Linked DNA regions of Mus musculus: regions 2, 3, 4, 5, 6 and 7 are each linked to region 1. The links are chromatin contacts, called in public HiChIP or PLAC-seq, Micro-C and promoter capture Hi-C maps. All regions are on one chromosome and are shown on one strand. Each heading gives the region's core, a stretch centred on a gene start, on an enhancer-like site or on the middle of the called end of the contact. The rest is flanking DNA. Distances are from core to core; before and after follow the strand shown. Region 1 holds the start of Camta1 (calmodulin binding transcription activator 1). Region 2 holds the start of Park7 (Parkinson disease (autosomal recessive, early onset) 7). Region 3 overlaps Camta1 (calmodulin binding transcription activator 1). Region 4 overlaps Camta1 (calmodulin binding transcription activator 1). Region 5 overlaps Camta1 (calmodulin binding transcription activator 1). Region 6 overlaps Camta1 (calmodulin binding transcription activator 1). Region 7 overlaps Camta1 (calmodulin binding transcription activator 1).

What was found. Promoter capture Hi-C pulls out the DNA fragments that hold promoters and counts their contacts. Hi-C and Micro-C count contacts between places; a contact is called where the count stands out from the background. HiChIP or PLAC-seq counts read pairs in DNA pulled down with a chosen protein or histone mark.
Region 2: a contact with region 1 is called in a Micro-C map of embryonic stem cells, with 4 times the contacts expected there. The contact joins the promoter of Park7 here to the promoter of Camta1 in region 1. A contact is called at or near these places in 3 of 39 promoter capture datasets (the C10 cell line, embryonic stem cells and pre-B cells), 5 of 484 Hi-C or Micro-C datasets (the G1E-ER4 cell line, embryonic stem cells and erythroblasts) and 2 of 115 datasets of contacts at active chromatin or transcription factors (astrocytes and forebrain).
Region 3: a contact with region 1 is called in an H3K27ac HiChIP or PLAC-seq map of the NIH/3T3 cell line, with 8 times the contacts expected there. The contact joins the enhancer-like site here to the promoter of Camta1 in region 1. A contact is called at or near these places in 4 of 39 promoter capture datasets (the 3T3-L1 cell line, embryonic stem cells and hippocampal neurons), 2 of 15 datasets of contacts at CTCF or cohesin (the NIH/3T3 cell line and stem cell-derived epiblast-like cells), 6 of 484 Hi-C or Micro-C datasets (adipose-derived mesenchymal stem cells, brain, cerebral cortex and 3 more), 13 of 115 datasets of contacts at active chromatin or transcription factors (the NIH/3T3 cell line, cardiomyocytes, craniofacial prominence and 8 more) and 1 of 9 other capture datasets (embryonic stem cells).
Region 4: a contact with region 1 is called in an H3K4me3 HiChIP or PLAC-seq map of embryonic stem cells, with 7 times the contacts expected there. The contact joins the enhancer-like site here to the promoter of Camta1 in region 1. A contact is called at or near these places in 4 of 39 promoter capture datasets (the 3T3-L1 cell line, embryonic stem cells, hippocampal neurons and 1 more), 3 of 15 datasets of contacts at CTCF or cohesin (the NIH/3T3 cell line, large pre-B cells and pro-B cells), 9 of 484 Hi-C or Micro-C datasets (the C10 cell line, the G1E-ER4 cell line, adipose-derived mesenchymal stem cells and 3 more), 10 of 115 datasets of contacts at active chromatin or transcription factors (the 230-238 cell line, the SCID.adh cell line, T-cell acute lymphoblastic leukemia and 6 more) and 1 of 9 other capture datasets (embryonic stem cells).
Region 5: a contact with region 1 is called in an H3K4me3 HiChIP or PLAC-seq map of stem cell-derived neural progenitor cells, with 15 read pairs. The contact joins the enhancer-like site here to the promoter of Camta1 in region 1. A contact is called at or near these places in 4 of 39 promoter capture datasets (the 3T3-L1 cell line, embryonic stem cells and liver), 1 of 15 datasets of contacts at CTCF or cohesin (the NIH/3T3 cell line), 8 of 484 Hi-C or Micro-C datasets (the N1E-115 cell line, cardiomyocytes, cerebellum and 4 more), 16 of 115 datasets of contacts at active chromatin or transcription factors (the NIH/3T3 cell line, VIP interneurons, astrocytes and 11 more) and 1 of 9 other capture datasets (embryonic stem cells).
Region 6: a contact with region 1 is called in an H3K27ac HiChIP or PLAC-seq map of embryonic stem cells, with 4 times the contacts expected there. The contact joins the enhancer-like site here to the promoter of Camta1 in region 1. A contact is called at or near these places in 1 of 39 promoter capture datasets (embryonic stem cells), 1 of 15 datasets of contacts at CTCF or cohesin (pro-B cells), 1 of 484 Hi-C or Micro-C datasets (embryonic stem cells), 15 of 115 datasets of contacts at active chromatin or transcription factors (SST interneurons, differentiating embryonic stem cells, embryonic basal ganglia and 9 more) and 1 of 9 other capture datasets (embryonic stem cells).
Region 7: a promoter capture Hi-C map of hippocampal neurons shows a contact between it and region 1, with 8 times the contacts expected there. The contact joins the enhancer-like site here to the promoter of Camta1 in region 1. A contact is called at or near these places in 1 of 39 promoter capture datasets (hippocampal neurons), 13 of 115 datasets of contacts at active chromatin or transcription factors (SST interneurons, cardiomyocytes, embryonic basal ganglia and 8 more) and 1 of 9 other capture datasets (embryonic stem cells).

What each region holds. Positions count from the first base shown.
Region 1 is chr4:151,860,464-151,863,672 of GRCm38.p6, forward strand. Camta1 (calmodulin binding transcription activator 1) reads right to left here and starts at 1,305. Exons shown (of 24, transcript NM_001081557.3): 1 at 1,162-1,305. The coding sequence starts at 1,206. The region is part of intron 2 of Gm42357 (a long non-coding RNA gene); the gene reads left to right. It overlaps 9230110K08Rik (a long non-coding RNA gene), which reads left to right and starts at 1,281. Exons shown (of 2, transcript XR_390981.3): 1 at 1,281-2,394; 2 at 2,701-2,848.
Region 2 is chr4:150,907,855-150,911,216 of GRCm38.p6, forward strand. It overlaps Park7 (Parkinson disease (autosomal recessive, early onset) 7), which reads right to left and starts at 2,067. Exons shown (of 7, transcript NM_020569.3): 1 at 1,929-2,067; 2 at 464-569. The coding sequence starts at 553.
Region 3 is chr4:151,300,894-151,304,092 of GRCm38.p6, forward strand. The region is part of intron 5 of Camta1 (calmodulin binding transcription activator 1); the gene reads right to left. Among named protein-coding and RNA genes, the nearest start is that of Gm45960, 79 kb to the left of the region's middle. Within about 2 kb of position 1,573, at least 43 of the 459 cell types and tissues checked have an H3K27ac peak or open chromatin away from gene starts, as enhancers often do. A contact at or near this core is called in the NIH/3T3 cell line, embryonic fibroblasts and stem cell-derived neural progenitor cells, where this site is marked.
Region 4 is chr4:151,081,284-151,084,382 of GRCm38.p6, forward strand. It overlaps Camta1 (calmodulin binding transcription activator 1), which reads right to left. Exons shown (of 24, transcript NM_001081557.3): 16 at 2,394-2,917. Among named protein-coding and RNA genes, the nearest start is that of Gm13090, 6.7 kb to the right of the region's middle. Within about 2 kb of position 1,603, at least 27 of the 459 cell types and tissues checked have an H3K27ac peak or open chromatin away from gene starts, as enhancers often do. A contact at or near this core is called in embryonic stem cells, where this site is marked.
Region 5 is chr4:151,168,773-151,172,329 of GRCm38.p6, forward strand. The region is part of intron 6 of Camta1 (calmodulin binding transcription activator 1); the gene reads right to left. All of the region lies in intron 2 of Gm52711 (a long non-coding RNA gene), which reads left to right. Among named protein-coding and RNA genes, the nearest start is that of Gm52711, 12 kb to the left of the region's middle. Within about 2 kb of position 2,184, at least 15 of the 459 cell types and tissues checked have an H3K27ac peak or open chromatin away from gene starts, as enhancers often do. A contact at or near this core is called in stem cell-derived neural progenitor cells, where this site is marked.
Region 6 is chr4:151,224,675-151,228,018 of GRCm38.p6, forward strand. The region is part of intron 6 of Camta1 (calmodulin binding transcription activator 1); the gene reads right to left. Gm45960 (a long non-coding RNA gene) reads left to right here. Exons shown (of 2, transcript XR_003955320.1): 1 at 1-666; 2 at 3,133-3,344. Among named protein-coding and RNA genes, the nearest start is that of Gm45960, 3.1 kb to the left of the region's middle. Within about 2 kb of position 1,882, at least 4 of the 459 cell types and tissues checked have an H3K27ac peak or open chromatin away from gene starts, as enhancers often do.
Region 7 is chr4:151,206,170-151,209,648 of GRCm38.p6, forward strand. All of the region lies in intron 6 of Camta1 (calmodulin binding transcription activator 1), which reads right to left. Among named protein-coding and RNA genes, the nearest start is that of Gm30422, 8.0 kb to the right of the region's middle. Within about 2 kb of position 1,437, at least 6 of the 459 cell types and tissues checked have an H3K27ac peak or open chromatin away from gene starts, as enhancers often do. A contact at or near this core is called in hippocampal neurons, where this site is marked.

The DNA of each region.
Region 1 (3,209 bases), core at 55-2,554:
CAAGAAACAAGTACTGAGGTCCCTTACACTCAAGTGGTAGGCACATCGGAAGTCCTGCCTGCCCTACATCTTACTGGGGCGCCCACCCTGGCCCAGACAGGGAACTCCAAGGAGAGAGGCAGACAGCTAGGGAGAGGAGCATTGGAGCGTCCGGTTTTCCCAACAAGAAAGAGGGCAACTCGAAGGGTGTTCAGGAAATGAGCTCACCCTAACCCAGGAAAGTGTACGGAAAGAGTACAGATCTGGAAGAAGTGTCTGCCTGCCTATTTAGAAATGACTTCAGAGCTGCACAGGGCCCCACAAGCCACTGGGTGAGCTAAGAAGGAAGAACATGGGTAGCCCCGAGTCCCCTTGTCCTGGCCAAAAAAAAAAAAAAAGATTAACCCAGCGTGCAGAGGCTCCGCGGCCCCACGAGAGTCCCCTCAAAAAGGGGACAGGCTGACACGGAACCCTCAGTGCTCGGAGAGGATCGGGGTCACGGAAGGTAAAGGGCATGGCAGTGTGGAGACCCCACCCTCCCGGTAGTGAGGGTGCAAGGGCAAGTGTGGAAGAGCATGCTGTGAGGGGCGGGGAGGCCGCGCGAGGACCCCGGCCCTGCTGGGGGAGGGGTCGCCCGGGGCCTCGGCCGAGGGGCGCTCGGCACGAGGGGGGCCCCCTGGCGGGGACCCGCGCGGGGACACCCCCCACGCCGGCGCTAGGAGGCGCCGCGCGGCCCGAGGGGGGCTGTGGAGGGGAACGTCCGGCCCTGACGCCGCTACGGCCGCCGGCACCGGTGCCCGCGAGCCCCCGCGGCCCGGGAAACTTTCCGCCCCGCGGCCCCCTGACACCCCGACCGACACGGCGGGGATGCCCCGGGCCGGGTGCGGGAGGCGTCGCGGCTTCTCCTCCTCCTCGCTGGGCCCGGCCCCCGCCCCGCGCGCCCCCCGCCCCGGCCTGCCGCCCCCGGGGCTGGGTGCGGGGCGCCCCGCTCGGCCGGCCCGCGAGTCACCTCAGGACTCGGCCGCGCTCCGCCCCCCCCACCCCGCCGGCGCCCTCCCCGCGCCCGCCGCGCCCCCGCGCTCGCGCCCCGCGCCGCCGATGCCCGGGATGTCCGGCGCGGCCCCGGGCTCGCCGTGTCGCCGCCACCCTGACAGCCCCGGGCCCTCACGCTCCGGCTCTCACCTTCCGGCTTGTTTTCGGCAGCCATTTCCCCTCCGCGCGCCACATCCTCCTCCTCCTCGCGACCGGGACCCCGAGCGCGCGCCTCGTACCGCCGCCGCCGCCGGCCCAGCCACCCCGCCGCCGCCGCGCACCCGCCCTGGCCCCGCCCCGCGGCCCACGCACAGCGCCCACTGGTTGGTGCGTCTGCCAGTCACGGCTCCCGCGACCAATCGGACCGCACCAGGGGTCTCACTACTCTCCGGGAGGAGCGTCCTATCCACCCTGTCCATTGGCTGATCACCACCGCACCGACTAAAGTGATTGGCCTGGAATCAACGCCCCCTCCCCACCCACTCCCGGGAAAACCCGCCCTCCAGACCTAAACAAAGCTTCCTAGTGGACAGAGGTCGAAAGGATGGCCCAATCAGGATGAGGCTGACACGGAATATTTCCTCGAGGCCGAGACGTGGTGTTTTGATTGGACGTCACTACAGTGTTTCCCAAGCCGTCCAGACCAATCAAAGGGGGTTCCCGGAACTCGGGAACGGCTGTGGGAAGCCCCGCCCCCCAGCGTGACCGTCATGAGGAAGGCGCTCGCTCATTGGTGTGCTGGGGCTTTTCCCGCGTGCTCCGGGAGCTGAAGGACGTTCCCGGGGAAGCCGCTGCTGGCGCGTGGGGGTCCCGGTGTCTTCGGAGGACACGCTGGGATCTCCGGGATCCCGCAGCCTGCGGCGCTGGCGGGGGGCGGCCCTGCCGGAGGGATACGTAAGGCACCGAGGCGTGCCGGTTCACAGCGTTCCCGAACCGTTTAGCCGAGAGTCGGGGCGTCGCTGCCCGACACGGGGGAGGGGCGCACCTCCCGGCAGACCACGCCCCTCGGCCAAATCCCGCCCCTTCCTGGCCTCAGCCCCGCCCCCTCGGCCGGCGCAGCGTCCCCGCGGCCACCCTACGCTCCCGCCTGCCTTGCGCTCCTCTGTCCCCTTTTCTAGCGGCTTAAAATACTGAAACTTTATTTTGGTCACGTTGCCCATGTGACCGGCGGAGCCGATGAGTCATAGGTGCCTGTCCCAGGCTGCAGCCGCGGATCTAGGGCTCGGAACGCTCGACCTCGGCTAGCCTAGCCAATCCCTCCCGGGCTCCCGGCGCTTCGGTCGGGTTCCAGCCGCAGCTCCGCGCAGCTCTCCTGCCTGTAGGTCCACACCGGAGAGATTCGCACGCCCTGCAGACACAAGCCCGGGCCAGAAGAGCTGCAAAGTACTGCGCCTTCTCGAGAGAAATCAGGGGCTCTGAACGTGGCCAGAAAATAGAGGAAAGGATGGAAGGAGAGAGGGAGGGGAAGGGCAGAGTGCAGGAATTCCGCACATAGAAAAATAAAAGGGAAGGAGAAGAGGGAGGGCAAACACCATGCAGGGATTCTGCAGGTGCACTGAAGGGAAGCGGGAGGGAAGGAAGGAGAATGCACTTTAATGAAAAGCAGCTGAGCTCCAGATCCTCTCTGTAAACTTGCACTGTTTGATTCCTCAACATTTTTTTCTCTCTCTCTCCGTTTGCTACTAGCAGAAACACTGAAAAGTCGATCGAGTGTTTTGGCGTTAGGATTGATCGTCAAAGCCAGTCTGTGCCAATCCTAACAACGTGTGGTCTTCTTATGATGGTCACCGTTGAGAATTGCTTAGGTTGTTCCAAAAATAAAGATGTCCCAAAAGAATGTTTTGTATTGTATACTCATTCTTCAACAAACTTTAATTTTATGAGCCTCAAAAAAAAAGGCGAAATTTTTAACAACCAGGGTACAGTATTTTATCGATTAGCATTCTTAATAGCACTAGTGTAGACGATTTGGGAGCGGAAACCTGCCTCTGGAAACGCTGGTGGCGTTGTAAGTTAGAATAACTCTTTCAAAAAGCAATTTCACAGTATGTATTAAAAGCCGTAAAAATATCTACATCTTTTGACCTAGTAATCTTACTTCTGAGAATCTGTTCTAAGGAAATAACTCCAAATTGGGTGTGGGGTTGCTCAGTGTGTGACGGTGTTCTTCACTAATCACTGTGTTTGTTACAACAAAG
Region 2 (3,362 bases), core at 817-3,316, 950 kb before region 1:
TTCATATATACACAAAAGATGAATGAACGCCTCGAAGTATTTACTCCAGTGTCATAAGGTTGTCACTGGAGGGGAGGGGTGGTGGCTTTCCTATGCTGTCCCAACTGTGCAGCGATGTGAAATGAAGAAACCGGGTCTGAGCCCTGCTCTAACTGGAAATCAGCGCTGCTGAGCGTCTCTGCCTGGGGTTTGTGAAAAGAGGCAGAGAGCTGACCATGCTGCTGCCAGGTCTGAGTGAGGAAATGCTCAGGGTGAGCCTGGCAAACCTGAGTGCATCCCATGCTCACCGTGTCACATAAACACAGAGTGGGGAGCCCAGGCTAACACGGAAGACAGCGCACAGCCCCTGACCGCCACATCTGCACCACGGGATGCAGCTCACACACAACATTAAACAAATAAAAGTGACTTGGAGTCCCCTCGTTTTTAAAACAGGGAGAGCTAGCCCATGAGGGGAACTCACCCCGGCTCGCCGCATGACATCCACAGGAATCACTGTCTCCATCTCCTCTGCTCCTTTGGCCAGGATGACCAGAGCTCTTTTGGAAGCCATTTCTATTTCTTAAAGACTTAAAAAAACAGGAAAAAAAAGTGTTCAAAATGTTGCCTCTGTAACAACCATCTGTTCACGCAGAGTAAATAACTTCTGTGTGACAGGTTGGGATCCATGGAAGCAAGCAGCTTAGATTAAAACTGGTTCACATGGCAGAGTTTCAGCACTCTAATCCCGGGATGAAAACAGGGTGGCTGGGGTGGGTAGTCTGTGGCTAAGAGCACTGGATCAAGGTTTAGTTCCCAGCACCCACAGGGCTGCTCCCAATTGTCTGCATCTCCAGGTCCAGGGGATACAGCGCCCTCTTCTGGCCTCTGCACATACATATATGCAAGCAGAATGCTGATACATCAAAATTAAATCCTTGCATGCCTTTAATCCCAGCACTCGGGAGGCAGAGGCAGGTGGAGTTCTGAGTTCGAGGCCAGCCTGGTCTACAAAGTGAGTTCCAGGACAGCCAGGGCTATACAGAGAAATCCTGTCTCGAAAAACAAACAAACAAACAAACAAACACCAACCAACCAAAATCTAAATCCTTTAAAAAAAATAATAAATGTGGGATTGCCAATGTGTGCTAGTATTCTTTGCATTTTCCCTTACTGTGCTTTCTTAGGACCAATCTCTAACGAAGACAGGTCACATAACGGGCCCTGCATATCAGTCACACTGTGGAGAGGCTGGTTTTCTTAAAATACTCTGAAGGAGGGAGGGAGGGAAGGAAAAGAATAAGAGAAATAAGAGAAAGAGAGAAGGGGAGGGGAGGGGGAGCGAGTCGAGCGCACACCTTTAGTCTCAGCGCTTGGGAGGAAGAGACAGAGACAGGAGTATCTATCTGTGAGTTCGAGGCCAGCCTGGTCTACAGCGTGAGTTCCATGATAGCCAGGGTTACAGAGAAACCCTGTCTCAAAAAACCCAAACCAAAACAAAAAAGCAAAGCAAAACAAAAAACCCCAAATCCACAATTTCACTGGTAAAAAACCAACTTGTAAATTTCGAAGGTTTTGTTCTTGTTGTTGATGTTCCAATAAACTGCTAAAATGTCAGGACCGGGTTGGGGGAGTCCAAAGGTGCTAAATCTCTGACCACACTGCTAATGATTAATAAAGATGGACTATCTCTTTAGGAGGTCAGCCCTGCTGCGGCCGGGAACAGCTAGCCGCCACTCGGAGGCACTTTCCGCGTGCTTTCCCTGCACGCTCCCCACGCATCACAACTTTGGTCAAGCCTTCCAGTAACTGCGCTCGCTCCAACCCGGAGGATGCTGTGCAGAGCCTGGCCCGGCATGCACTGCGGCCGCTGCCCCCAGCCCGCCCAGCCGGGACCCTCCGGGGCAGCGGGCGGATCACAGCCCGGCCTCTAGCCCCAGGGCGCTGACCTGCAGCCGCGCCTCCTCCACCCACGCGAAGCCACCGCTAGTCCGCAGGAACCTCGCACCCGACGTGTACCCAGCACGCATGCGCGCCACCCGCACTGAGGCTGCGCACAACCCCTCGCTTCCGCCTCGGCCTGCGTCATGTCCGGCTGAGCCCAGGCCCCGGGGTGGGGGTGGGGGGAGGAGCGAATAGAGGCTACTGCGGCTGCGCAGCGCTTGTACCATCTCGCCCCCAGACAACGGTACCGCCCACCCTGCGGGCGCCTGCGCAATTGCCCCTCTCTGCCTCTTCGACGTTTAAGTTGATAGTGGTTCCGAGTTTGAGGCCTGGCTGGGCTACAGCCTGAACCCCACACTTGTAATCCTAGCACATGCGAATTCACAGGCTGAAGTTCAGTCATTTTTGGAAGCCGTCTTACATTACGGTTTTTGTGGACCGTTTGCCTTTCTTGCCCCTTACTGTGACATCCCCTCTATTTGCCCCTGGCCTGCTAGTCTTCGTTCCACGTCATCCCAGGCCTGTCCCTCCCAGCTAGGCCTGGTCACCCTGTCCCCTGGGTCACAGGACGGTGTCAAGCTTTAAGAGCTCTTGCTGGTTTTGCAAAGGACCCAGGTTCGGTTCCCAGCATCCATTTGGGGAGACTCACCACTGCCTAACTCCGGATCCTGAGGATCTAATGCCATCTTCTGACCTCCACGGGCACTGCACTCATATGCACACAAATAATAAAATGTCCTACTGCACCCTCGGGTTGGAGCAATGCTATCATCTACGATAAGATAAATTATTTAATTATCTCATTTTATTTCAGCTTTTTACACTTCTGGGTTGACAGTTACTGTGTGTGCATCTCAACCTGTGCCAAAGGGTGCACGTGGAAACTCACAGAAGACCACTCGCCTTAGTGTGTTCTTTCTTTACTACAAGGTCTCGGATGGAACTCAAATCCTCCGGTGTGTGGCAAGCACCCTTACCTGTCGAGCCCTCCCACCGGCTCTCTCCTGAGTTTTTAATAGTTATCTTTCAGCTTACAGGAGGGAGACCCACCCTCACCTGGTCCTATCTGTACCCACCTCAGAGAAAGCCAGCTCGTTTGGCAAGTCTCAGTACTTTTTATACAAACCCCCGACAGGATATAAACTTGCTTTCCTTCCTATATGGAGATTGAATACCTCACATACATTGGCTGACCTCCATCATAGGTTCATATTGGAAATCTTATAAACTGGAAATTCTTTTTTTTTTTTTTTTTTTTTTTTTGGTTTTTCGAGACAGGGTTTCTCTGTGTAGCCCTGGCTGTCCTGGAACTCACTTTGTAGACCAGGCTGGCCTCGAACTCAGAAATCCGCCTGCCTCTGCCTCCCGAATGCTGGGATTAAAGGCGTGTGCCACCACGCCCAGCTTCAAACTGGAAATTCTTACAGTAGGAGTAGTTT
Region 3 (3,199 bases), core at 323-2,822, 560 kb before region 1:
CGGGGTGTAGGTGGGGCAGACTGCACAGTCTCAGGATGACAGCACGGGCATAGCAGTCCTGACTCTGGCACCAGCCCCAGCAGCACCCACCTCCTTCACCTGAGCTCCCAACCCGTGGGAGACACTGTGCTTGTGAGAGAAACCGCCCCGGTAAAGCCCCGTCAGCCTAAGGATCGCATGAGTGAGGAGTGCGATAAAGATTAAATGAAGTTTTAGATAAGAAGGCATAAAAATCATGTTCAAAGACATAAATAAAATTCCCAGAGCTCTGACTTTATTGTGCTGGGGGTTGGTGGTGGTTTCCAAGATTAATAAATTAATGGGCATAAAATAGAGTAATGGCTAAAAACGGATAATAAGGTAAATTTGGATGTGCAGTGGGCATTGTTTCCAGCTGTGAAGCTCTGGTCAGGGATGACCAGGCCACAGTGGGCGTGCACATCTGTCCCGAGATCATCTTGGCCCTACAATCTGCTGCTTCCATTCTGCCTCCTTCTGGGGTGAAGTCCGGGTACTTAGCCACCCTCGCCCAAATGTTCTCCCACCCTCCGGGGATCCATGGGCGAGCACATGGTTCCTGTCACTCTCAGCCCTGGCCCGTTTGTTTGCTCTGCAGAGCCAGATGGATGCTGGAGGTGTCATTTTCTCAGCCTTAGCAGCCTGTCCTGGCACATGGGCCTTTGGCCCCACGTGGGAGGAACACGGTCTTTGCTCTTCCCCTTGTGGATGCATCAGGCTGCCTGGCCCTGCTTGTCCTGTGGTCAGCAGGAGCTACCCCGTGTGTGTGTGTGTGTGTGTGTGTGTGTGTGTGTGTGTGTGTGTGGTCTCACCCAGCCATCAGGGGTTTGTATCTCCAACCAATTTCAATATAGCCTTGCCATTTCTATTACAAATACTTGCAAAGCTACAAGACATAAATAATAAATAAATAAAGTAAAATGTCCTTTTTCTCATCAAAGTGCATTGCTCAGACTCATTTCTTGTAGACTTGTCAAGTGGTGGGAACTGATCTTGATCGTGCCAGTGGTTTGTATTGGTGACAGCTAGACATCTCCCCTCTGTTCCTCTCCTCCCTCTCTGGATATGAAGCAAGCTTTCTGCTCTTTATTCCCCCATCCTGTCTGTGTTAGGTGTCCAGAGTTTCTCACACAGACAATGGATTTCCACAGGCTCTTCTTGGTCTACCACCCCTGTGGACAGCATCCCATGTGGGTTTTACGCATTTAGACAAAGAATGACCAGAGAGATGGAGAACTGCTGTCCAAGATGCGGCTCTCTGTGCTCTCTGGGGCTGGGGGCTCTCTCCATTTCCAGGGAGCCAGCCCTCTTTGTCCCACTCCTCCATGCCTAGCCTCTAGAGGGCAGCAGAGATGGGTAACAGAATCCCACACTCCAGGCCCTCAGTGGCCATTCTAAGTGAGGAGTGGGGAGCACAAGGTAGTGGCTGGGATTGGCTCCCTCTCCAGGTGGGCCTCAGAACTGCATCTGCTAAACACCTGTGACACTGTCTGGGTACCAAGGCGGACCTTTGCCACCCAGCTGCACCCAGGCAGGAGTCTGGGAAGGAATTCTTACTTAAAACCGGTCATGAGGCTTTGTTTGTGAAGAAGGTGGGGGAAATGCCAGGCCAGACTGTGGCTATGTTAATGCGAGGCTGGGCTCCCTGCCAAGACATTAAGCGGGGAGTCGAATTCCTCAAACCAGCTTTAATCAGCAGATTTTTAAGGTTAGAATTACTCTCTCCTCTCAAGGCTTGCCAAGGTTAATTCTGGCCTGAGCATGCAGAATTAATGGGCTGGACAGAGGGAATCGACCTTTTCCCGATTTTTTTCTTAAGTTCACAAAAACATCTCTACAAGAGGAGAAGGTGGCAGGGCTGGGCCCCCATGGGAAAGAAATACCTGGCACTAAGCAACCCATCTGGGAGCCCAGGTCAGAAACACACACAGTCAGACTCACGCCAAGTCAGGCGTGAACACATGGGCCAGGACAGGCATCCATTCTCACCCTGGGAGAGTGGAGAGTAGAGTTCCCAGCAGCTCCAGCCCCGTCCCCTTAAACAGCTGTGGGCCTCCTACCCTACCTAGCCTCTGCCTGATGGGGCTACCCAAGCCTGTGTGTCTCAGTGTGGATGGGGTCTAGCTGGCCAAGTGAAGGACAGAGGCTTCTCCTGGTCCAGCACAGATCTACAGAGGAAGGTAGTCCTGTGAGCGCCCACAGCAGGAGCAGGGTCTGGGTTCGAAACTCCCCTACACACCCCAGGATAATGACTGTGGGTCAGGGCTGTGTTCTACCTGGATCTGCCAGTGGAAACAGGAGGGACATAAGCCCCGATATGGCAGGTCTGCTCGGTGAAGCAGCGATGTATTTTCAGTGACTGACACCCACATGGCAGTAGCAAACACAGGCTTCCTTAGTTTCCACAGGTCACCTACAGATGGTCTCCCTCCTCTGTAGTACTCATGGTGTCCCCTCTGGTGGTCCCTACAGATCCCTGCCTGGGCCGCACTGGGAGAGCCTTCCTTTGCCTGAGGCCAGGGCTATTAAAAACCAGTGGGGCTGCCCAGAGCTGCTGGACCTGGCCACGTTGCTGGATGGTTTGCTCCTTCCCCTCCAGTTGGTCCCGCTTCAGCCTGGGTTTGAAACTCAGGTCATCCTCGTGACCTTGGCTGGGCTCACCACTCTCCACAGCAAGGAAGTATGAAAGCCAGACTGTCTATCCACTGTGTAACCTGCATGGCTACCGGTGGCCTCAGCAAAAGTGAGTCACTCTTGGCCTGACTTCCATATCTTCCCTCACTCTGCCCTACCCCTTCTTGCCCTGGAATGGAGAAGGTCTTAGTCCAGGCCACTCCCTTCCCCCTTTCTCTTCCTCCCTCTCTTCCCCTTTCCCTCTCCCTGTCCTCTCCTCTTCATAGTCGGAGCTGTTCCTAGGATCTGGTAGGCATGGAAGGTCTCTTACTGTAGTGTCCAGATACCCGCTGCAATGCCTAGAAATACTGAATCTGTAGGACAAAGCTGTCAAGCCTGGTGCTTTGATAAATGCACACACAGGAGCCTAACCTTTCTAGCTGGTAGACTGCAGCTTTGTGGACCAGAAGCACTGAGATCTAGGCCACTGTCAGGGTCACCCCGGTTGTGAGGATGGAGAGGGAAGTGCAGAGACAGGAAGATCTGCCTCCCTCCTGGTCATGTGTGA
Region 4 (3,099 bases), core at 353-2,852, 780 kb before region 1:
CTTTCCTGTGGGTGGACTGCTCCCTGGACTGGTATTCCTCCTGGTCTGTGTACCAGCAAGCAAGCAAGCAAGCTGAGCACAGAGAAGCAGTCACTGGCCTGTGTCTCTTGCCTTTGGCTGTATGGTGAGCAGCTGCTCCAAGCTGCCTTGACCTCCCAGCCACTACAGACGGTGTCTTGAACTATGCTCTATGTGCTAAATAGACCTTTCTCCCTCAGGCTGACTTTGTCAGAGTGATCTATCACAGCATCAGAGGAGTGTAAGACACACACTGGTAGGCAGGGGCCTTTGAAGGCAGAGCTCCAGTTCTGGTTCCTGAGCACACTCAGTGGGCCCTGCCATGCCCTTCCAAGGCCATAAACTCTTTAACCCGTCCTATACCAGGTATTCTAGTCACTACAACACTTAACACATAGAAGACTACATCTCAGTTAGATGAAGCTTTCAGAAAGGCAAAGTTCTGGGAATGGAATCAGATCTGGGTGGATGGTGCGGTGGGGACACCGAGAGTTGATGCAGGAAGCAGAGCTGACCTAAGACTTTTCTGACAGTCGGACAACTATCTATAGTTGACTAAAGTAGATTTTACAATCTAAAAATCTGACCCCACCCAAAAAAAACCCTCCTATTTTAAATGTCTAAGATAAAATTTCCTCAATGAACAACTATCTATGACAGTGTTTCCATAAGGTTTAACTAAGAAGAGAAGATCTACCCTGAGCAGACATTGTCACCCCAAGGGCTGGGGGCACGGGCTGAATAAGCAGAAAGCCAAGAGCACCAGCAACCAGCTCCTTGCCGACTGCTTGGCACAGAGCAGGCGCCTCACGCTCCTGCTGCCCTGCCTCCCCCAGCACAATGCCAGCGTTGTACCCTCAAACTGAACCAGAAATGTCCCCTGCCCCGCTTAGCTGGTTTCGTCATGCCAAGCAGGAAAGTAGCCACCACTGGTGCCAGCAGGAATGGTCCACACCGAGGACTAGGCAGACTGTAGCAGGCCGAGCAGAGCCAGCTGCCAGTTTGTGTGATGCGAGTTTTACCACGTCGCAGCTCTGCTCATCCCTTTAACTTTGTCTACAGTTCCTTTCGTGCTCTTAAGGCAGATCCAAGGCTATAACAGTTTCTGTATGAGCCACAAAGCTGGAGAATAGTCACCACCTGGCTCTTTACAGAAAACAAAACAAAAAAAACCTTACCAGCCTTTTGTCTACAACATTATTGGACTTAGGCTGGGTGTGATGGGACGCATCTCTAACTCTAGCTACTTGAGAGGCTGAAGTTGGAGGTTTGACACCAGCCAGGGAACTTAATGAGATCACGTCTCTAGATAAAATTGAAAAGGGGCTGAGGATTGTGCCCAGTGGAGAGTGTTTGCCCAACACGTGCAAAGCCCAAACAGTATCATTTGATTTAACCAGGCAGGCATCATCCTGGCTATATGGTTGATGGTAAATCAGTGGTGGGGTCTGCTGTCCACCAGGAGCAGAGGCTATACTGCTAATACACACGCAGGCTTTTTGTTTGTCACAGAAAACCAAAGAGTTCCCCCAGGGTGCAATGCTCAAGCATGACTCAGCAGATACACCTCTCCAGGATGAGCTGGCAGGAGTGTGGCCTTCCCACCCCAGCATCACCCTGTTAGGCGGGTGGGAGGTGCTCTATATCTTTCCTTTTGTTTTGCGATGCTTCAACAAGAACCTGGAAACAGAGGCTGAGGAGTAGAGCATAGAAAACCATGCTGTCTGGTTGCCCCTTCTGACTGCTTCTGCATATCTGAGTTGATGGATTTTTGTCTAGTAGCCTGGTGCTTTGTTTAGTCTATGACAACTTTAGTGCCCTCAGAGGACTCTGCTTCCTACGTTCATTACAAGGGCAGTCAGTTATTAGCCCTGGAGGTATTTCACTACATGCCATGTGAGCCTCAAGCCACAGATGCCCTTCACAATGGCTAGATGACGGCCGTGCTAGTCAAAGTCACTCAGATAATCCAAATCCTGTCTGCAGGCTTCCTTGCTGGCTATTTTTAGGGCCTTGACTCTATTATAACCAGTACCTCAAAGAGCAAAGCTGCCATCCCGGATGCGAGGAAGCAGGGCACTAATTATTAGTGTCATAAGTTTAGTTCTCAAGAGGCTGGTACTGGAGGGAGGGCTTTGTTAAGGGCCTGTGGTCAGGCCCTACTCACGGTGCCTAATTCACAGAAGGAAAATGTGGTTCCAGGAAAGCAGATAACTCCACGTCCACCTGAGCAAGACCAGACTGTGACTCTTCCTGGGATGGGGACGGGCAGGTGTGTGTGTGTGGGGGGGGGGGGGGTGTAAAGACTACACGACTTTCAGAACTGAGCCGTGATGTTCGGGGCTGCTTCTGCAGGCTTACCTGAGCAGCCTTACCTGAATATCATCCATGGGCTGGGGGCAATCCTCGTGCTCTGTCCTATCCCGGTAGGCCCCCATCTCTGTATTCACCACCTCTCTGTTAGCCAACATCAGGACGCTCATTGGTTCCCTCGGGCGCACCTGTGAAGGCGCCGCGTCCTTTACTACACTGGTCCCCTTCGGATTTCCAGTCACCTGTACTGTAGACACACCAATGTAAAGATCTTTGGCACTCCACTTTACTACAGGCTGAGATGCAGACGCTTGGGATGCTGCAGTCTCTGGAGTGGGAGGGGCGGCTTCCCGGCTGTACTCCCTCACTCCTTCACTGGGGCTGATTGTCTCGGGGGAAGGCTGCTTAGACCTAGGGCTCTGCTTCCTGATATTTGGCTGCTCCAGACTCAGTGCAGTGCAGAGCAGCTTCTCCTGCCTTGCCTGGAAGGACTCGGGGTTCAATTTATGCTTTTTGGGAGCCGGATAATCTTTGTGGCCCTCAGTGCTGTAGTAATTAGAGGGTTCAGACCGAGGTCTTCTCAGCTCTGAAAAGTACAGTAGAAAGGACAGTCAGGTCAGGTGATGAAAGTAGGAATCCCTAAAGAATTAACACTTTATGCCTGGGAGATAAGGAGGGCGAAGCTGGAGCGCAAGGCATGTTCCTGAGGTATAAATACTCCCTAGCAGCCTAGACTGCTCAGACAATCCTCCGCCAAAAGGATTCGTT
Region 5 (3,557 bases), core at 934-3,433, 690 kb before region 1:
GGAGGATCGAAAGAGTTGGAGGTAGAGGGTGACCATGAGACAACTTCATCCAGAAGCTGGGATGGTACACTTATGAACCCACAAGTTCAAACCAGACAAAATCTTAGCATGAAGAAGTGGGAGTGGGTGCAGGGCCTCACCCCTACCTAAGCAAGAAGTTATGTGCAATTGACAAATACCAGGAAAGGCAAAAGCTAAAGCAAGCAGGTCCCGGAGGAGGAGGCCCGACACCCACTCCCAGAGCTGCTGCCTCCCTCCGCTGCCTGACTCCCCGAGCCCCTTGTCACGTATGCCTGATTCCCCAGATGGAGCCCACCCAGCAGATGCTGTCTGCCTTCTGGATTGGTTGATCTCCATGACCCCCTCTTCCGCAGGCCTCTCATGGCCCTTGCTGTGGCCAGAGCTGCCCCTCCTCTTATTTAGAAAGCTGACAGACGGGGGCTGTGTGGGCTAAGGGGGGGGGGATCGGAGAAAATGGAAATAAAACTGCTTTGAACAAAGAAGTGTCCACAGATCCACCCTCTTGGAACTGTGTGGTGCCCACGGCCAATGCCAACAGTGCAAGGGGGTGGCAGGTGCTCACCGGCAACTCTTGTGACTCGTGTTAACATGAAGAAGCTGTGCCAATACCTCTAGCTATGTATGCCCTGTCATGACTGCAGCTGGCTAGGGGCATCTGTCCAGGGAGCTGGAAGGGACTGGCCGACTTGTTTCTTTCTTTGTTAGATCCTCGACAGGTTGGGAAATGCCAGACGCCCTTGCAAAGGCCTAGCAAGGGAGGTCTAGACTCAGTCAGCTCATAGCAAAACCTTGGCCTGGAGAGATGGACCTCAGGCCAGGCTTGTGGAAAGGTGTCACAGAGTGAAAGAGCAAAGGAGAGGAGAGGGGCACTCAAGCTGGGGGACAGCCATGGGTTGAGCAGATACTTGAAGGGGCGCCAAACTTCTTAGCCCTTTGAGGGCCCTCAGTTACCCATGAAGTGAGTACCTACAACCAGCCTTCTCTGTTTCTGAGAGAGGAAGGGCAGAGTTCAGAGGCTGCCACGTCACTGATCTCCCCAGAGATCAGAACAGGGAGACCAGGTCAACAGCCTTCACCACACCAGGAAGGAGAGAAACGGTCTCCTCGCTGCCACCGGCTCTCACACCGAAGGCCTGGGCCACAGCTTATCAGAAGTGTGCAGTGCTCAGTCACAGGTAACCATGGAGCTAAGAAGGAGTTGCGATTTGTGTGGAGCCTCCACGCTGGGCTCACCCAGGGTGTCTGACAGGTCCTGTGTCAATTATGGGTGTGGGAGTGAGCTAGTCCTCAGAGACCAAGAGACTCAAGTTGCCAAGAGCAAGAGGCATGGGTCCCCCATTTGGCCACTTCCATTATGAACTGGGTGCCTTGTAGGATCTCACTCCCTGTGCACATCTCTCCTGCCTCTGTGGGAAAGGAGAGTCAGAGCCAGCACCCTTTGTGTAGAGCAAGAGAGACAGCGGTATTATAAGAAGCGGTTAAAAATGCAAAACGCGGTTGGTTTTGATAAAGAAAAATGCAGCTGCAACATCTGTTTGACTCTTGTTTGCAGCTTCATCAACGCTAAGTGGTCAATAAATCAGAGTGGCGTGGCGCTCCGCTCCTTCTGAGGCTCGGTCATTAATCTCATGCCAGTTCTCATGAAAAATGAAGGAGAGAGGGTTGCGTGGTAGTGAAAATGTATACATTACCCAGAAAGTCATAATAGCATGTAATAGTGCAATGTATACATTACCCAGAAGGTCATAATAGCCTGTGATAGAGCCGCACACCTCCAAAGTCATAACAGCCTGGGATAGCGCTGCACACCTCCCTGCTTGCAGTGGGGGGCTGGAGGGGAGAACCCGAGAGGCAGAGGCTGCGGGGAGGGGATGGAGCGAGTAAATCAGCATCGTTTGTGCCAAGAGCCTGTTCTGCGATCACATCTGTCATATTAGCGCCATTTATGCAGAGCTAGACGACCCCGTGCGCCCGATCTGAAGAGGCGCAGCTTTCTGGACCTGTGTGCTTAATAAACAACCAGGACGGGAGCCCGTAAAACGAGAGTGTGGAGTTGGCAGAAGGAAGGACAAGATTTACTAGGGAATGGATAAGTGACTGCGGCAGGCGGCTCGGGGCTGGGGTGTCACCCGGATGTATGGTAGACGGAAGCTCTTGCTGTAGCTGCTCCTGGCAGCCGGCTGGCTGTCCTCCCTGCTTGGAGTAATGGAATGGAGGAGGGAGGGGCTGATGGATACCAACAAAAAGCAAGCTGTCTCTCAGAGCAACCAGCAGGGTGCTCCAGCCCCCATGTCCCCCACAGAGGCCTGCTCACTTCAGGACAGATTTCAGCAGACCACAGGGACAGAAGAAACTCCTAGAACTCCATCCACATTCTGAGGAGGGCCAGGGACATAGCACTTGTTGCTTAGGTTCCCCCAGGGTCTGCCAGTTGCTGGAAGACACAGGCTTCCCTGTCGCAGACCAGAAGGGATCCTCTTATGCTGTAGTACATATAATTGGCACATTCTATGGCCCTCTCTGGGTAGCTGCTGGGTATAGGACTATCCTGTGGGCTCCCCCCATAGATAGAGAAGCCTCTGTTTTCAGAGACGGCTTCTGAAGACAGCTCTGTGCCAGCCTTATCTTCAAGCCTCAGGGTGCCTGGTTTTTAGTCCCTCTAAGCACCAAAGTGCTGAGTGACTGCTATCCCACGCACAGGGCAGAGAGTGTGTCTGAGGATGGAGATTCCCAGCCCGCCCCAGATAAATGCTCCATTTCCTCTCCTTCACTCTGCTAGGGCTCCTGGAGACTCAACGGATGGTGAGTGAGGAGGCTGTGCTCCAAGTCCCGTGCCCAGGACTGTACAGCCCTGTTACAGTCATAGGTCAAGAGCAAAATCAGATTCAGGAGGCCCAGCTGGGTCCTGGGCTCCAGGGGCTGGATTTAGAGTTCAGGGCAGGGCAAGGCCTCAGACATGCCTGCATCTACGCCAAGTGCCTTCAGAGGTCAGAATGGGATCTGTGTCAGGCAGGGTCATAGGTCAGAATGCAGTCTGTGTCAGGCGGGGTCATAGGTCAGAATGTGCTCTGTGTCAGGCAGGGTCATAGGTCAGAATGTGCTCTGTGTCAGGCGGGGTCATAGGTCAGAATGTGCTCTGTGTCAGGCGGGGTCATAGGTCAGAATGCAGTCTGTGTCAGGCGGGGTCATAGGTCAGAATGTGCTCTGTGTCAGGCGGGGTCATAGGTCAGAATGTGCTCTGTGTCAGGCGGGGTCATAGGTCAGAATGTGCTCTGTGTCAGGCGGGGTCATAGGTCACAATGTGCTCTGTGTCAGACGGGGTCATAGGTCACAATGTGCTCTGTGTCAGGCGGGGTCATAGGTCAGAATGTGCTCTGTGTCAGGCGGGGTCATAGGTCAGAATGTGCTCTGTGTCAGGCGGGGTCATAGGTCAGAATGTGCTCTGTGTCAGGTGGGGTCATAGGTCACAATGTGCTCTGTGTCAGGCAGCTACAAGGGAACATGAATAGGTTTGAGTGCCTGTGACTTAGCAGTGT
Region 6 (3,344 bases), core at 632-3,131, 640 kb before region 1:
GCTGGCTGTAGTGCAGCTAGGAAAGCAGCCATCACCTTACAGGCAGGGGGTAGTGAATTTCTCTCCGTGTATGAGCCATTCCGGCCTCTGGGAAGTAGGGTGAGGAGCCATCCCATCACTGTCTTGGCTCAGGAAGAGGGAATCCCTGATAGGAACTAGTCCCTTGGGACCCTTCTTGCCTAGGTCACCCCATAAGGACCATACGCTGGCTGTGACTGAGTTGGCCTGGTGCCCGCGTCCCTTCTGGGGGATCTAGCTGATTGTTTACTGGGCCAAAGTACAGTCAGGCCAGGGACTCACTGTCTCTGTTTGAGATTATTTCAGAAGGTTTGGTGGTGCCCCACTCAGCAGGAGCTGGGAGCCCTGTCTCCTACAGGAAGGTATCTGAATGCCTCATCTTGCCTGCTGCTGGTCTGCTCATGAAGAAAAGGTTTCTGCAACAAGGGAGGAGCCATGTCCAGAGTCACACCAGGAGTGAGGAGGGCCTGTTTCCAGTGCCTGCAGCCGCTCTTAAAGTCTGAACCACGTGTCACGGAGTCTCCAGTTCTCTTGGGTGATGGTCTTAGAAGGCTTGGGCTACAGTAAGGATGCTATCCATCTCCCTCTGGTGGCCAGCCTTCTCTCAGCCTTTTTCCATCCTCTGCCTCATTGAGCTGCCCACCCCAGGTACCACTTGCTATGGCTTTATTCACTCATAGGAATGCCCTTAGGTCATTTTCTTATCGGGCAGATGGGGTCCCAAGCTTGCTGACAATGCATCTTCAAGTAGATGATGTACTTCAACCCAGAGATCTCGAAGCACAAACCCTCACAACTCACCCCTGATGACCTGTGTCCGGTCCAGCGGACTTCATGTCATAGCTGGTTTGGGGGCGTGGGTCATATCCGTGGCCCAGTTGCCTGTGCATCGTGTGGCCTAAAAGGAGCACAGATGGTCTCTTCTCACCTAGAGGGGACAAGGACATCTTGCCCATGTCACTTCAGGTCCGCTGCAGGCCATTCTTATATTCAGCTCAGTCCCCAGCCCTGAGCTCAGCGGGTGAGCATGGACCAATGTCTTAGGGGACTTCAGAGAACCAGGGACAGTGGGGCCTGCAGAAAATAGGCAGAGCCACCTCAGGGCCTCTAAGAAGTTGGGTGGGACTAGGGCCTTCTGTTTCACTTGTCCTTAGAGACACAGCCAGAATCCCTTTAACCCGCAGTAGGGATGACCAGGAGAGAGGAGTCGCCATATTGAAGGTGGATATCCATCCCATTTAGGTCAGCCTCCTGCCTCAGGCTCCCTGAGGCACACATGTTTCTGAAGGAAGTAAACATTTCCTTGGCAAAGAATTCTCAAGAACGCGGAACGAGTTTCTCATTTAAAAAATGCAGAGGTGTTCTGGAAACTGACTTGGGATCTCTTTTGGAATTCTCCTCCAGGAGGGGAACCTGAGCACTGCCCTTCATCTCCCCAGTGCTGGATTGAGGAGGAAACACTCATAGAATGTAGGTGTAGCCACAGAGTTGCCTCATTGAAGGCACGATGATCTTAGGGGCAGGCTCTGGGCCCCTCCCTCCCAAGGCTGTGAGTGTTCACCTGTCATGGAGGGCCTTGGTCAATGGAATCACCTTGCTCAGTGCCTGCGTCCTCCTCCCCCCCCCCCAAAATAAACTGATCTGCGGCCTGAACAGGTCCACTGAGCTCCAAACTTTGCCCCCTGTGAAAATCTGAAGCATGCAGCTGGGCTGGCTGCCCCCTCCGCTCCCTGATCCTTTAATCTGAGACTATTAAAACTTCATTCCACTTCTATTGGTAAACCATCCATCACTCTCACCAAGCAGCGCAGGGCTGTGGGAGCCCAGCGGGAGGGCGGCAGGCAGAGGGAGGGGTAGGCAGGCAGACTGCCCCCAGCTGCCTGCCCTGCCAGTCCTGGCCAGAATGGGGCGGGGAGGCCGCTGTCCTTGAAGAGGACAAGGCTCGTGAGTGAAGGGACATGACAAAGTGATGTCAGGGTGGGGGACATGGCAGAGGCTTGCCATGGCCGCAGGAGGGCTGACTGGGGCCCGCCCTCAATGTGTGGAGGCAGAACCACAATGAAGCAGACATTACCATTGGTGCCAGCTGACACTCCCTGACCCTGGCACGGTGGTCTTAGATCTCCCTAGGTGGCTGCTTGCTTCCTATTCTTTGACACCAGGCCCTACTTTACCCTGGCCTTTGACAACAGGGATGAAGCAGGGGCCCAGGCCTTTAAGGTCTCCCACAGAAAAGCAACAGCTCGGTGCTTGCAGGATTACAGCTCTTTTTCTTAATTAAAAAAGATCCAATTAAATTAAGATATCAGAACTGAAGAACGGTTGAGTCATTAGTGCGACTTTCATCTTAATGGCTGCAGCTGCCCAAATCCTTCGATTTTGTAGCCTCCTGTCATGGTGGATGGACGGACTCTTGTGGATAGAAGTCTGGCCTGACTAACCCAGGCCAGGCAGGGTCAGGTGAATCACCCTGCCTCCCCTACCCCAGGCCACACAGAGGGGAAAGCTCCATATTATATGTTATGTCTTGGGGACAGGATGTGGCCAAGTGTCCTTTCTCCGCACTTGATGCCCATCGGCCCTGGTGGCTGCCACTACAGGGCCTCTCTGGAAGCTAAGCGCATCTTTACTGTGTTTGAAGGCTTCCCTGAGGAAGGAAGCTGCTCCGCTATCCCGCCCTGAAGCCAGGAAAGCCACTGTACGAGCTGCTGAGACCTGTGCTCTGGACAAGTGGGAGGGGCCTGCTATGCTAGGCTGGGGCCCAGGGTTCTTCATTCCCATATTCTGAGTCCCAGAACTCAGTGGAGAGCAGAGAGGGGAGAGGGAGCAGAGGGGAGAACAGAGAGGGTAGGGGGGAGAACAGAGGTGGGGAGAGGGGAGAGGGAGGAGAGGGGAGAACAGAGAGGGTAGGGGGGAGAACAGAGAGGGGAGAACAGAGAGAGAAAATGGGAGAACAGAGAGAGGAGAGGGGAGAACAGAGAGGAGGGGGAGGGAGAGGGAGAGGGAGGGAGGGAGAAGGGGAGGGGGGAGGGAGAGGGGTCAAGCTCATTCGCCTGTCTCTGTCCTTTGCGGAACCCTCATTGGGTCTCCTGGACTCCATTTCTTTCTTTTCAGATCCAGATTCAGACAGAAGAGGCGCTTGCTGGCAGCCCAGACACTCAAATATCCCCCGGTGAGCCCTTCCTACCAGATTGCACAGACTCCATGGCTGCAGCTCCCAGGGCAGGGTTCCATCTCAGTATCCTATGTCTAAGTTGGAATCAATCAGAAACATAGCAAACTCAAAGATACTATGTAGCCATTCAAGCCCTGGGCAGAGCCTTGGG
Region 7 (3,479 bases), core at 187-2,686, 650 kb before region 1:
GGATGAGCTGCCTGTCCCCTCCATGAAGGGGAGGACTCCCCCCGCACCCCCAGCCAAGCCCTAATCTTCCAAGGAGGCAGAATCAAATGTTAATGGGAAACACTTAACATGGGAAGGGAGTCTATTTCTCCTTAACTGTCTCTGGCTGCACAGGATCCCAGGGAGTTATTGAAGGTAAATTGCTTGGTTTTCAATTTTAAGCTGTACTTATCTGAGCTCGATCAGTCTTCCCTGATCGCGGCAGAAAATAATAAGTGCCCGGTACGGGGTTGCCCTGGTGCTCAATAACATGGCGATTGTATCCCCATTTCATTATGGAAGACAGAGAGTGCTGGGTGCAAGTTTATTGATATGATAAATGGTTCCTCATATCCTTATCTGTGAAACTCCTGCCTGAAGACTGTGGGCAGGGGCTGGTACCTACTGGAAGAGCCATGTTATTGGCATCTGTCTGGGCGTACCTGCTAGGGATAAACTTGGGATTACCCTGCTAATGAGGGCACTGCAGGGCGTCAGCGTGGCCAGGGCATACTCAGTCTCCTGACCTGGATTTAGGGGCAGGTATGCTGCATGAGGCTTGAGAGCCCAAGGTCTGGGATCTACTGGATTCAAACTGTATGTGCCCACCTTTCAATGCCTTTCTGAAATAAGGAGACAGTACCGGAAGTGGTTAGGCAGAGCCAACTGGTGTCCTGTGGTCATGTTAGCCTCTGGGCTACTGGGGGCAACTCCCATCAGACAGCAAGGGAAGAGACTGATGGTTGCTCTGGGTTCCCAGATGAACTGTACTGGCCACAGATGCCCGAGGACACTGAGGCCTGCCTGGGCTGGGTGCTTGCCCTGTGCCATTCTGTGAGATCTGAGCCCCAGAGGCCAGGGCAGAGTTGATAGTCACTCGCAGGCTGCCTAGTCCTACTCTGCAGCATAGAAGTTGCCACAAAGATTTGAGCGACTGGATGAACACCAGAAGCAGATCTTAGCAAGGCATCCGGGATCTGTTGCCCAGGGTAGAAGCTACCACGTGCAGGCTTAGGAGGAGGCTGGGGCAGAACCATTATATTCCCTTCCTGAACAACCATTGCTAGTTTTGGAGGCAAGGACTTTTCTGTTTCCAGAGATGCCTTCCCTTGGGGCGATGTGCACCAGCCACTGTCATCTGGAATCCTCACACAGTGGACCCCAGACATGGCAGCTGCCAAACATGACTCAGGTCTTTCAGAACCGAAGTGCACAGGGTCCCTGAGGCCTCACCCCATCCCGAGTACTCATCTTTAAACCCTAATTCAAAAATAAATGGGCAGGAAAGGCTCTCCGTCCTCAACCACGTAAACACAGAACAGCAACGCGTCGGCGGCACTCGGTCTGACACGGGAGCCGTGAGGCATTGCTCACCCAGATAAGTTTAATGCATAATTTAGAAACATCATCAAAATGGGAAGAAAGAGAAGAGGGCCCTAAATGACTCAGAAAGAGCTCCTGTGCTGAGCTCCTGAGGAGAGAGCAGAGGGGAGGCTGTGGGCTCACCGTGGACGCACACCCCGCGCTTGCCGTAATTGGATTGAGACGGATCCCTGAGCACAGTGCCTAGGCAGGACAGATGCACCCCTTCTGGGAGTGGGAAGCAGAGCCCTGCAGAAGCCAGCATCCAGGCATGACAGATGACACACTCAACCCTGGCGGGCCCCAAATTCTCTGCAGTAAATGTGGGATATGCCATCTAGATTCCCTGGTGTCCTTCAGCCACCCTTGGCTGGAGGCTGCTTCCTTGACCTAGGTAGATGTGGGGCCTGGTGTCTGGATGAGCAGAGTGGTGGGGAAGGGGGACACACTTAGGCATTTGTGTCCCCTTTCTCCTGTAGTGCTGGAGGTGGATGCAGGTGACCCTTGCCAGGAAACGATTGACAATTTCTGAGCTGGGGGCTTTTCTGCTCTTTGTGATGCTTGTCTGGGGGTGGGGGACATCTCAGGGACAGGGACATCACAGACTCAGCCTGATATATCAAAGACACTTTTGGTCAACAAGCTCCCCAGGGTACTCTAATTTCCCCTTCATTAAAGGGGTGTAGCATTCCCAGGACAGACAGCCAAGATGGCTTGGAAAAAACTTGGTCCCATGAGCCAGAGACCCAGCACAGCACGGAGCTCTTGGAGTCCTGTTGTCTTTCTGACATTTCTTTGAGACTCTGATGTCCCTGCCTACATCAGACACTTGGAGGGTGGTGGGGTCTCCTCTATCAAGCTGGCCCGGCCTATTGGGACAAATCATTTGTTAGGCAGTTCTTCTTTGTCAATATGCCAAGCTCAGTAAGGTGGGAGGGAGGCTGTGGCACACAGAAGAGATGGAGTGTCACATGGTTATGACCCCTCGGTCACTGGGGGAAGTTCCTGTCAGGCAGCAGAGCGGAGACTTCTGGTTGCAGAGTCCTCTGGATTTCCAAAGACTGTGCTAGCCATGGGTACTGGGAGGGCGATGGGCCCAGGATGTCTGCTGTCAGGCCACAGGGGAGATCCAACCCACCCACTGCCAATCTGCTGGTCCTTCAAATGGTCAGTTGGCCATGGCAAAGGCGGTGTGTGTGTGTGTGTGTGTGTGTGTGTGTGTGTGGTGATGTTGGTTGGTGGCGATGATAGCTGGTGAGGTTTGAAAGCTCCCAAACTATAGACTATGCCCATGGTTGAGACTGGACCCTGTAGGATACAGCCGGTTCTTGTGGAGTCTAAACAAGACTCCTTCCCAAAAGGAACAAGTCTCAGGCAGGTGAGCCAGGCACAGTCCCTAATTTCTTGGGATTATTGACAATGCAAGCCATGCGTGTGCCTGCTTTAATGTAGCTGCAGACATCCTTGGCTTCTCCCAAGATGTCTCTGTGGCAGGGTGGTGTCCACACTCAGGATCCCTGGCTACGAGAGAAGCTTCCCTCCTCGTAACATCAAACTCTTGACCCCCATTTCAGCTTCTTTACACCGGGCCCACCTATCTTTGAAATCTTGCTTGCCTGGGAACTGCCCCCTCTGACCTGTCTTCCAACCCTTCAAGGTTTATGTGTCTGGGGTGTTGCGGGGCATGGGTGCTGGCCGAAGGCTCAGCCTCATGCTGAACCAGACAAGGGTGAAATGGACAAGGTCCTGGGGCCAGGGGTCTTGGGATAATGAGAGGTGACTGACAGGCAGTACCTCCCAGTTTCCAAGGATGAACTACATTCTCTAGCCTTTATTCTATATGACCTGGCCACCCTGGGGCACGATTCCTCCTCCTTCAAGGCTGTCTGCTTTTGGTCTGCGCAGCTCATTGAGCACCTGTATCTCTCTTGCCTACACATTCGCATCCAAGTCCTGTAGCCCCTTAGCTCAGGTCTGTTCTCATCCGATCCCTTTGAGCATCTCCTGCAGATGTGCTGCCCTCCTGGATCTTTCCCAGCTGCCCCAGGGCCTTTGCACGGTCATTGTCTGTCCAGATCCACAGTCCCTAGATAATGTCA